Regions from separate parts of the Rattus norvegicus genome. Here region 2 is linked to region 1. Evidence: chromatin contacts called from public Hi-C data. All regions are on one chromosome and are shown on one strand. Each heading gives the region's core, a stretch centred on a gene start, on an enhancer-like site or on the middle of the called end of the contact. The rest is flanking DNA. Distances are from core to core; before and after follow the strand shown.

Region 1 (5,767 bases), core at 2,244-4,743:
CAATCCCTGGATCCCACATGATAGCAAAAGAGAACCAACTCCTGCAAGGTGTCCTCTGACCTCCATAACCCACTGGGGCAAACACACACACACACACACACACACACACACACACACACACACATACATACATACACACACACAGACACACATAATTTAAATTAAAAAAAGGGGGGGTTCATTTCTTCTTGGACCCTGCAGCCCAGCAAGTGTTAGCACAGCAAGGAAAGCCATAGCCCAGGGCCCAGCAGGGAGGAAGCATTTGGCTTTGGGGAATCTGGAAGGAGTTTAACACAGCACAAGTGGTGAGAAGATGAGGCTCTACAAAAGTAAGCGGGCCACTCATGGCCCATTAATGTTTTAATAGTTTCCTGCACAATAAACAAGTCTTGGTTTAGAGTTATTGAAAACAGGCTTTCTTTAATTAACAAAATAAAATCAGACAAGTAAAATGGCTTCGGACATCAAAGCCTGAGGCTGGCAATACCCATAACTAACACCTGTGTACAGCATGTCACCCTTTCCAGACACCAGTGCTGACCACTGCCATTCTCTCTCATGCCTGGCACTCCAGGGTCGCCCAGCACAGAGCTCTGTGTGCATAATGTGACACAGCCCATCAGTGGAATTCAGTAAGGTGCTTTAGACATTTGACCTCATCAGCTGAGTTTATCAGGATCCTTTGAGAAATCATGAAGGTCATGGAAGCCTAAGCAAGCCACTTCCTGCTAGACACTGAAACCCCTAAAGGCAGATGCCACATTTTCTTTACTCCCAACATTCCCAGACCCTCAAGTACATGTCACCAAGAAAATTGGAACCTCTTGGAACTTACTGACCAAGTGACTAAGGGCTCCCAAATGGTTGATCCTAAAAGGAGATGCCAGGAATACACACAGAGGTCTGTCTACTCCTTCTGTGTCAGAGCCGGGGGTGGGGGTGGGGGGTGGACACCCCCCCGACACACACACCCCAGCTTTTGGCTGATTTGCCAAGGACAACTCATTTGTGCTAAATAGTAGGCTTAGTTCATGCAAACAAGAACAGGAAGCCAAAAATGACTAACCGACTGGATTAGTGTGGTCCAGCAGAGGCAACATCACCAGGAGGGACAATATGGCAGCTGCGCTCAATGCAGACCTGCTTGCTGTGTCCCTTGTGTGGCTGGTGGGGAGTGATGTGTTGGAGGGGGAGCTTCCTGTATTTTTGTATTTCCGTTTATGTGTGTAAATGTCCTTAAATAACCCACCTTGCCCGGAGAAGAAAGCTAAGCGTCACACCCAGTTCTGGGTTCCACATTAACAACCTCCTTCCGTGCAGTGTTAAACTTTGCCCCGAGGCCCTTTTGTTCAAGTTTTTAATTTGAAAAACAGATTTTGCCTCAGTGAGTCAGTCCTGCTCTTCACTGCGCTCTCTCTCTCTCTCTCTCTCTCTCTCTCTCTCTCTCTCTCTCTCTTTCTCTCTGCCCTTTCAAAGTGAAATATAAACATCTCAGATCTATTTCTTTTTTGTTTTTAAAAATGTATGCCCTGCCCTCTGAGCAGAAAGTAAAAGAAGTTGCATGTGTTGTAATATTGGCTGTGGACTGGGAGGGTGAGTCTTGGTTGCCCATCTCCAGTAGACTCAGGACCATCTCCACTTTGCAACTGTGCACAACCAAGGCACAAGAGAAGGACCAGCCTGCCACTGTCACGGTGCCTGCTGCCATCTCAGCCCTCTTGTTTAGGATGCAGTGGGATGAAGGCTGTTGATGGTTCGTAAATCCTGACTACTGTGAGCATTCCAGAATCCCCACAGAATGGGGCTGGAACTTTTCATGGAGCTGTAAATTAAGGGGCGAGAAGTGTGATAAAACTCCTAAGAGAACCGTGCTGCAATGGTTAAATGAAATTTTATAAGCGCGTTCGTTCAGCGCAGAGCTGTTTTGCATTACATGAGTTGAATACCTTAGAGACACCGCATCTGCAGGCACTTTATTAAATCCTGAGTCAGCACTTTCCAACCTGATGAGATTACTTCTCCATCTGACCGGCTAGGAGGAAAGCTGAGCTCTTGGCCTGCAGATTTCTTTTGATGTTTCACCTTGAACACTGAAAGAGGACAGGTCCCCCCTCCCGCCCCTGGTACATCCCAAACTATGGACGTTGAGAATGTAACGTGGCTAATTTCTTGAAACTAGAGCCTCCGTGGGAGTGTGGATTTATGGGCCACCAAATCAAACTGTAGTTGAATGTTCCTGTGGGGGTGGGGGGGGATAGATCAAAGCTCAGTGTTTACTTCCTCGATGTAAATGTATCAAGATAACATCCTCCCATGCAGTACTGTAATATTGCCACTCTGCAGATAAGGGACAGAGAGTCCTTTGTAGTGGCCTGGATACAGTAGGGCAGATTAAGGGCCTATAAAGTATGAAGGCAGAAGCCATATGAAACCCAAGCAGATGTCAGATGTGAGGATGATTTTCTGACTCTGCACCGATGAATTTTGTTTCATGTGCCAGTATTTCCCCCAATGACTTGATTCAACCCAAGAATTTCCCAGTCACCGACTCTTCTTTCTGCCCCAAGAAGAAAGGTGCAGAGTCATTCTTTAGTGAGTGTTCTCACACTTGCAACGTTTTCAAGTAATCGAAATTAAAAGGAAAATGCCACAAGAAAAAGAGTCTTTCCTGCTCTTGCCTTACCCATCTGATGCGATTGGCAGTTCACGGAAGCCTAAAGAAAGCCAGGGGCACCTCTGTGTGGGCGGTTGTCACATTGTCACCACCAGTGTCTTCAGCTACGAATGGACGGATCGAAACCTTGGCAAAACGGATTAATTTCTTATTGTTTACAACTGTTTCTCGGCTACATTTCTAAAGATCATTTACTAAGAGACCTCATTCAAAAAAATAGAAAGAAAGAAAGAAAAAAGAAAAGGAAAAAGAAAAAAAATGTTCGTGTGTGGTTCCCCCTAACTGACTTCCCATTCTGGAAGCCCTTGGTCAAGTAGCTGGGTTAATTGTCATGAAGATTAGTGTGATGTTGAAATAAGTACTAATGGTCAAATTACAGGAGTGAAAAGTGGGAGAATAGGTTTTGGTTTGGGCCTGAAAGGGTTAATTAACGTTTTTTCACGGGTTATTAAAGACCCCCAACCCCTGCCTTAGGAGTCATATTGACAGCCCACCACAGGGCAGCTCAGCTCCTCTATTGACATGTTGCTGGTCGGAGCACAATGGTCTCAGTATCTGCAAATCATTGCTAAAATCATCTCAAGGAAAAAAAAGTTCCCAAGCTTTACCATTAGACAAAAGCCCCGGAGTTGCAGCGCGCAGCTCAAAAACCCAGAGTCAGCACCTTCTATCGATTAAAAACTAACCTTTAAAGTAACTCTGAGAGCGTGTGGTTAGCATTTAAATTTAAACATGTCGTGAGTTGATTTGTGTTACTGAGTACCAACTCAGAAGGAGTAACATTCACAGTGCAGTTTTTTTTTCCTAACTCCCTTAAGCAGCTAAAGTATTTCATGAGATGTCAAAAGGGCAGAAAGGAAAGGGGGAGGGGCCAACTCGGGGCCTCATCGCTTTCTTTCCCAGGCAAATATTCACCCCCCCCCCAAAAGAAAAGTGTGGAGAGCGAAACACAATAATTAGTCCTTTGTCTAACTTTCTCGAATGCCAAAGAAAGACAGATTAATTAAATATACAACAGTGTTGGTTTTTGGAGTGGGGGTCTAGCTTGCTGGGTAGGTCATAAATTAGGCAGAATAAATACTTCAGTGTGTTTGCAGTGGGCCTGCTACGTCAGAGCCACTGGAAGGTTGGTGGGAGGAGAGTGGCGGGTTTCTTGCTAATGATAGTCACGTCTGGGTCTGTCTGGTTGCTAAGAGCAACCAGACATGATGTAACACCAGGATGAACTTGAACTTGGGGGACTTGAAAAGAGAACAATAGACCAGAGCAATCAATAAAGCCTATTTCAGTGAAGGGTTACAGAGCTGCTCTGGGGTAACCTTGTGGGTGAGGCACACACTGAATAGCAAGATGTGTGAAGAAACTTTTTTTTCCTTTGCTTTGGTTAGCTTTGCTTCGCCTTTTAACAGAAGTACGGGGGCGGGGGGGCACTGCTGATTTTTGTAGCGCCCTGGGTACAGAAACTATGGGACGGAAAACTGCTCCCCCTGGTGACTCACTGGGTCCCAGGCCTTTACTTCAGGACTGCCACACTGAAGAAGTCCGGAATTTCACAACTGCCTTCGAAAGCATGCAGACAGATTGAGAACAGCACTTGCCACTCAGTTTGAGACTGTTCTGTGTAAGAGCAGATATGGAAAATGGATCTGTGTCAGAGATCAGGAGAGACTTAAAACAAACATGGTTTGGAGATTGCTTCCGTCCCCTTTCTTTCTTACTGATCTTTTCTTTTGTCCACTTCGATTTAGGCCATGTGCCCTTAGCAGGGTGATTTCTTTTCCAGATATAAGCAGCTTTATTGGTCAGAGAGTAAAATCTACGAGTCTACAGGATGAGGAGTTTTGTGATTTGAGCTAAAGGTTTTTGTTTTGTTTTGTTTTGTTTTCTTATAAGCGCCTTTGGAAATCAAAGGTGCCTTGTGTGACCAGGAAATTTTACACCAACTTCCACGGAGCTATCATTTAGCCGTTTATCCCTGGGATCAAAGGAGTCCCGACTTTCCCCTAATTGAATCACCCCCACAAGAGTGAGCCTTAGCCCTCCAGAATCAGTTCTGACTGACGTAAACCCCCCTGATGTTTTCAATACAGAGCTCACAGCCATTAGCCTTGCCTAGAAGCTGGTAGGTTTTCTGACTCTTGCAAAAAGTACTGAATTCTTCAGAATACTTAGAAGAAAGCTGGGGAAAAAAGTCATACAATTTTTAGCTTCACTTGAGACATTAGTTTTGAGATTGCTCTGTAATAGCTCATTTTGTTGAGCGAACTTTCTTTGTTGACAAAGGATGCAGCAGACACAAAGGTAGTTACCTGGACATTTCTGAAAGGGACACAAGACTGGCTCCACAAGCTGGCAGAAAGCTCGAAGGCTTTTCTGAGTGAACAGAAACATAAATGAGGTCTACAGTGGTCTCATTTCCACCATGAACTTGACTTCATAAGGAGCCATCTTATTTATTACGTATCTTTTCTAAGAATATACTTGTGTATATATATTCAGTTGAAAGGAAGATGATTTGCCACCATAAATACTCCAGTCCGACTTCCCACCCACCATGTCACCAATGTGTTTGCCACCAGACCTTTCTGCTGTAACTGCTATCACGGGTCACCTACAGAATGCTGTGTTCGTAGGCTCGGCACCTGTCCTTAGTATCTACATCCCATTGAAAAGTGTGAGCGCTCCCAGGCATGGTGCTAGGTACTAATAAGATAGCCAGGTTCCTTGTCCTCCTATAATTGCTCACCACTAGGTTACAAAACCTAATGTGAATGCCATGTGGCCAGAAAGTCCTCACTTAGTAAGATATACTCAAAACATTGGCAAAGCCCACAAAGGCAGTGAATTTTAATGTCAGAGGAGTAAGATAAATCTCCTTGGCTTGGGATTTACTATCATCTGTCTTTTGTTGTCCACAAGAACCACCCCCTCCTCAAGGTCAATTCTGATCCCATGGTTAAAAGAGCAACTTTCAAAAATAGTTTTACAAAATTGAACGTTGTTTGTGTTTGCTCACTGAGGACCACTGTGGGCCTTGCTTATACCAGCCGAGAGCTACCCATGAGCCCCTACACGGAGCACAACATCTGCATT
Region 2 (5,767 bases), core at 1,068-3,567, 210 kb after region 1:
GTGAATCAAGTCTGCTGAATACAGCTTGTTTCTCCAACCCTTAAGCATACACTAGAGCACACACGGGTACCTGAAACTTTCTCAGTTCAGTCTTCAGAGGGTGTTGGTCCTGTGCTTGAGCTCATGCCGGGACATAAGAGTTTCCATCTATGTGCTCATCAAACCTTCATTACTAGAAGACTCTCCCTGAACTATGGAAAAGTCACATGTGAACATAACCTTGAAGATTTTCCTTTCCACTCTACAGACATATTTAGAGATGCCTGCCAATGGAACAAGAACCCAAGAAAAAACAAGGCGGCCCTTTGGGACCATTTAAGAACCAGGTGTGTTTCCTTATCATCACATAGAGTTGTCCGGGCATCTCTGATGTGATGGCTACGAGATCCTGGCCTGAGCAAAGAATATATTCTCTCAGGGAAGAAAGGGGGAGGGAGGGAGAAGGAGAGGAAGGGAAAGGAGAGGAGAGGGGAGAGGGAGAGGAAGAGAGAGGGAAAGGGAGAGAGAGATCAGCATAGCACATGATATGTCAAGCACTTTGTCACATTGAACTTATGACAGGATTATTGACTCCACAGGGGTACCCAAGCACAGATAGACTGGAGAGGGTGTGTTTGAAAGAAGTCTTAAAAGAGACCTAAAGTTTGCTAATCAAGAGAAGATGAGGAGAAATTCTAAGAGGGGGCAACAGCCCTGTGAAAGCAGAAGGGTGGCTGAGTGGAAGGTCCTGAATCCATGTTGGCAATGAAAATCTGACTTCTGCTTCTCCTATGGAACCTGTAAAACTCTAACCAGTGTGCAGTAGACACTTACCACCTGCCCTAGAAAATTCTAGTTTGGAGGCCCAAATACAGATAAACAGAGGGCCTCTAACTGCAACCGTGATCTCATGGGCTCTGTGTTTACCTCCTGTGTTTATCTCCTGGAGTTGGAAGAGCCTCTCTCTCAAAAGTCATTCTAGGTGGACACTTGACCACTCCTAGAACCCGGATCTTCTAGAGGGTCCAAGAAGATGTGCCAGTGGCTGTTCTTGTGGGCTGGAAAATGCAGACAAGAGAAGGACTGTAGAATTTAATCTCAGTCGGCAAGGCAAAGCAGTACCATTGCCCTGGTGTGACGGTGACCGCCATCAGAAAACAAAGAACGAAAGTGTGTGTGTGTGTGTGTGTGTGTGTGTGTGTGTGTGTGTGTGTGTGTGTGGTGTCCTTTAATTTTTAATAGCTATTCAGACAGTCCTTGGAGAGGGAATTGGCAGGTTCAGCGGGAGGCTACTCCCCCACCTGTCTCCAGGCACTGCAAACACAGCTGCAGAAGGAGACAGCCAAAGCTTCCAAGGAAAGAAATGGTGCGGAGAGCTGGGGTGGGAGGAGGACGCCTTTCACACAAGCCCACTGGGGACTGGGCCTGTCTAGCAACTGCAAAAACAAGCCAAGAGGACACAGTCGGCTCTCTATACAACTTCATGTTAAGTAAAATCCATTCAAAACCCAGCTCAACACCCGCTTCAAAATCATTGGTTTTTATTGGTTTTGTTCTTTTTTTTTTTTTTTTTTTTTTTTTTAATGTGAGAGCAAGGTAACCAGAGCTCTGGCAAGGCCATGGTCGGGTTTTGCTGCTTGAATCAAGATGAACCTTGAGGATTTACACGCTGTCCTAAGACTTGAAACCAAGTACACAAAACACAAACCTTCAAACCTTCCCGGTACAGTGCCTAGAAATGTCTTTATCTGTATTCCCCCAGGCTGAAAGTACACACACGGTTAGGTTAAAGTTCAACTCCCAAAGAAAAGGAGGAAGGGGGTGGGGGGGTGGAGAGAGGACAGAAACAGCGGAGTCTAAGAGACAGGGGGGAGGGGGAAGGATGGGGACTGGCGGGGGGTGCGGGGGGAGACAGAGAGAGACAGAGAATAGCAGCCCAGGCCAGATTTCAACTGTCCTGATGCAAATGTTAGCAATTCTACCGTGGCCAGGGGCTCGCCGCTCCCCCAAAGTAAGGCAGCAATTAGAAGGGGGGAAGAGGCCGTTTTAGAAGACGAAAACTAAAGCAAAGAGGTATTTTAGGTATCGTTTTAATCACAAAATAGCACGAATGTGGTCTGTGCCTGCGTGCTACACAAACGTCGATTTCAATACCACTGAACGCTAGTTTGAAAATTTCCATTTTTGTAATTTGCTTCCCTTTGTTAGGGCCAAGATTTGAGAGAAACCTGGCAGCGTCCCCAAGCCTGGCACGGGATCGCCTCAGACGCACTCGACTGCTCGGAAGGCGGAGCGGGAGGCACCGGACCCGGCGGTGGGCGGAGCCAGGCCAGTGGGGCCCGGCGCAGCGCCTTCCTCCAGGGCGTCTGGCGCCACCTACCGGCGACCAGGCAAGCGTCAGTGCGACCCCAAAGCAATCTGCCTTGAGATGCCCGGACCTGGTCCCAGGCACTAGCAACAACATTTCCAACAAAGGCCTGCACTCTGACCTAGGAATTGATCTAACTGCTTTACATAAACCCCACCTGAGGACAAAGGCAGTCCACGATCCCAGTATAGGCTCAGGGAAGAGTGTGTGCTCCGACAACTGTGGCATGATTGAACGGATGAATGAACGAGCCAACCAATCAAAGAATGAAACCAGCCTATCAAAGAACAGACACCTAATGAATTAAAAAAATGAAAAAAAAAATCTCAGTTACATTTACGTTTGTCAGACATTTTGTCGATGGCTAGTAAAGTCTACAGTAAGTCTGCACTGTACAGACTACTGCAGTACCCCCTCTCCAGTGTGCAGAGCAGTAAGTTACATCTGCCAAGTTCATCCCACAGCTTCCCTTTACAGGCGAGTAAAGACAGGTTTCTGAAAGTTAAATGCCTTTTCCTATGTCAGTTTGGTGGTCATAGACCTAGTTCAGACCTACATTTTACTGACCTGTTTGGTGTTTATTTTGTAAGGGAAGAGAGTCGTTTCCTCTTTCTGTAGGCTAGCCTGCCCTGACACATGTTCTTAGCTGACTGGTTAAAGGAGGTAACTGGCCCCACCAACTACCTGTGGTTGATCCCTGAGCTTCTGTCCCAGCTTTCTTCTCTGAGCCAAAGCAGCTGTTCATACAGCTGTTTGCTCCAAAAATCAAGCTAATGCCAACTGGCTTTAAAAAGTGAGTGTTTCTTAGAACCTAAAGTCTTTGAGCTTGTGTGTTTGTGAGCTTCAGGCAGGTGCATGTTCCTTGAATCAATACACGTTGATATCCAGTATTGATCCTATATAACCAATCTATTGCACTCCAAGGCGTGCAATAATGCAGCTACTGAGTTTCCCAGCAACAGCTATGTGTGAAGATAGTATCTATTGGCCGAAAGGGAACTCCCATTAGACGTTAACACCCACAAGTCTAATGTAAAGGGTCCGTCCAGCATGAGGCTGTGACTTCATTATGTCAGGGGACTATGATTCTGAGAATACTGGGATCTGAATCGCCAGATTCAGACCACAGCCCAGTGACCAAGTGGAAATCACATACTATGACCTCTGGAAGGATAGAAATGCATCCTAACTGTTGGTCGTGGTGGCGATAGTAGCCATGAATGAATATTAAGTACGTTCTACATTCCAGGCTCTGGGCTAACTACATGATGTATATAATCTGATTTGTCTTCACAAATGTGGGTCTCCATTTTTAATCCCATTTTCAGAATGAAATCATTGAAGCTCTGAGAGTTTGAGAGACTCACCTCTGTTACGGATCCCAGTGGTGGGGATCCTCCTGGAATCCTGACTCCGGCTCCTAACCTTTACATGATAGGATAAATCGCTCGCCCTGCACGGCCTCCATTCACTTCCCTATCTCCCGTGCAAAGCTTCACAGTGGGTCTCGTGTTTCTATTGCCAGTTAGTGAAGGCATAACGTGAATTGTTCCTTTTTCATAAGAGCCCTCTGAGGTCCACCCAGGTTCACACCTCCAGGGTCTCGTGGAGGGACTCAGTGGAAGTGATTCCCAACTGGAGGTCAATCTGACATCCCAGAGACATGTTGCAATGTCTGGGGGTGTTTTCATGGGCACGACTGTGGGCAGAAGGTGTTACCATCCCCTAGTAAGTAGAGGAAAGAGTAACTGTCAATTGTCTTAGGTAAACAATACAACTCACCACAAAAAATAGTAATAATTTTTAGCCCCAAATGTAGTATCTGAGTATTGACAAACTCTTACTTAGAAATCTAAAACAACACAGCCGAACATTAGCTGGAGCTCAGGGAACCCTCTAGAAGAAGAGGGAGGAAGGACTATAGGAGCCAGAGGCGTTAAGGCTACCACAATAAGACAGCCCATAGACTCAACTTTTTGGGGCTCATAGGCACTCGCAAAAACTGAAATGACAGTCAGGGAGTCTGTGCTGGTCTAACCTAGTGGTGACGCCTGGTGTTCTTGTGGAACCCCTAACAGTGGGAACAGAGGCTGCCTCTAACTCTTCCTTGTTTGGAGGACCCTTTCACTTCTACTGGGTTGCCTCATCCAGCCTTACCGTGAGGGGATGTGCCTAGCCTCATTGAGACTTGATATGCCACGTTTAGTTGATATCCATGGGAGGGCTGCCCTTTTCTGAAGGGAATCAGAGGAGAAATAGATCTGGGGAAGTGGGGTGGGGGGACTGGGGAAAGAGGAGGGAGGGAATCTGTAGTCTGGATGTAATATATATGAGAGATGAGCTAAGATGTTTTAAAAAGAGAAAAAGTGAATGAATAAATAAATAATCTAAGACAGAATCCGACAGTATACCAGGTGCCAGACGCAGGACACGCAGGTACAAATTTGAAGTATTGGTCTTCCGTTGACACCTGGATAATGACAAAGGATAGGGGTCTCAAGAGCCACGGGTTTATTATGGGCTAGCAAGGCTTGCTAGATGGCACTTGAGCAGGAAATCAAAAAGGAAACAAGATCTATATTCCAGATGAAGGGACAGTGATGCAGGGTGGGAGGTGTGCATAGGGACCGTTGACTTGTCTTCAGTGGAGTGGAAGAGGTGTGGAGAGCCGTGAGGAAGGGGAGTGAAGCTGGAGTCAGATCACAGGGCCTAAAAACAGAGGGAAAAGCTCTAGACTTCAGTGTAAGTCATGAGAGCCCATCCGTCATTCTAACATAGGAAATCATACTGACCCGAATGTCTAGAGAAAACAAACCAATGAATAAAAGTAGATTGCAGTGGATAAGGGACAAATGGCCAGAGATGTAACACCATTGCTATGCAGTCTACTGGTAAAAATACTTCACACATTTTAGCAATAGCGGCAGGCGATAACAGTAAACCAGAGCCTCCGATAAGCACAGTGTCTCTAACCCTACTTCATGCTCCCTGCCTCTTCTACGAATTTCCTCATTTTGTCACTGAGAGAATGGTGTCTCAGAATGGGTAGGAAGTAGCAAGATAGAAATGGACAACCATCTGTGGCCACAGTAACCTGTCGATAACCTGTAGTACCGATTGCTTTGGTTGCTGAGTACTTCATTAGGACACTTGGCCTCTAGACCAATCAAACTGTTCTCTTTTTTTGGGGAGGGGGGGGAACTGAAGAGGGTTTAAGTGTTACGGCTTAATAGTGATATTTTTTTTTGTCAAGTGACAAGGGGTCAGTTGGGCTGGCTAGTTTTACGTCAACCGGGCACAGGCTAGAGTCATTTGAGAGACGGAATTCTTGATTGAGAAAATGTCTTCATAAGATTGGACTGTAGGCAAACCTGTAGAGCATTTTTTAAATTAGTGATTTAAAAACTTAGTGGGGGGGCG

Evidence for each region. A called contact is a pair of places that touch in the nucleus more often than the background predicts.
Region 2: a contact with region 1 is called in a Hi-C map of the A7r5 cell line, with 6 times the contacts expected there. The contact joins two enhancer-like sites. A contact is called at or near these places in 7 of 12 Hi-C or Micro-C datasets (the A7r5 cell line, Schwann cells, frontal cortex and 4 more) and 1 of 1 datasets of contacts at active chromatin or transcription factors (oligodendrocytes).

Annotation. Positions count from the first base shown.
Region 1 is chr5:117,883,933-117,889,699 of GRCr8, forward strand. All of the region lies in intron 10 of Nfia (nuclear factor I/A), which reads left to right. Among named protein-coding and RNA genes, the nearest start is that of Rps18l5, 230 kb to the right of the region's middle. Within about 2 kb of position 3,494, at least 53 of the 93 cell types and tissues checked have an H3K27ac peak or open chromatin away from gene starts, as enhancers often do. A contact at or near this core is called in the A7r5 cell line, where this site is marked.
Region 2 is chr5:118,099,459-118,105,225 of GRCr8, forward strand. It overlaps LOC134479011 (a long non-coding RNA gene), which reads right to left. Exons shown (of 2, transcript XR_010051933.1): 2 at 4,838-5,056. Among named protein-coding and RNA genes, the nearest start is that of Rps18l5, 10 kb to the right of the region's middle. Within about 2 kb of position 2,318, at least 56 of the 93 cell types and tissues checked have an H3K27ac peak or open chromatin away from gene starts, as enhancers often do. A contact at or near this core is called in the A7r5 cell line, where this site is marked.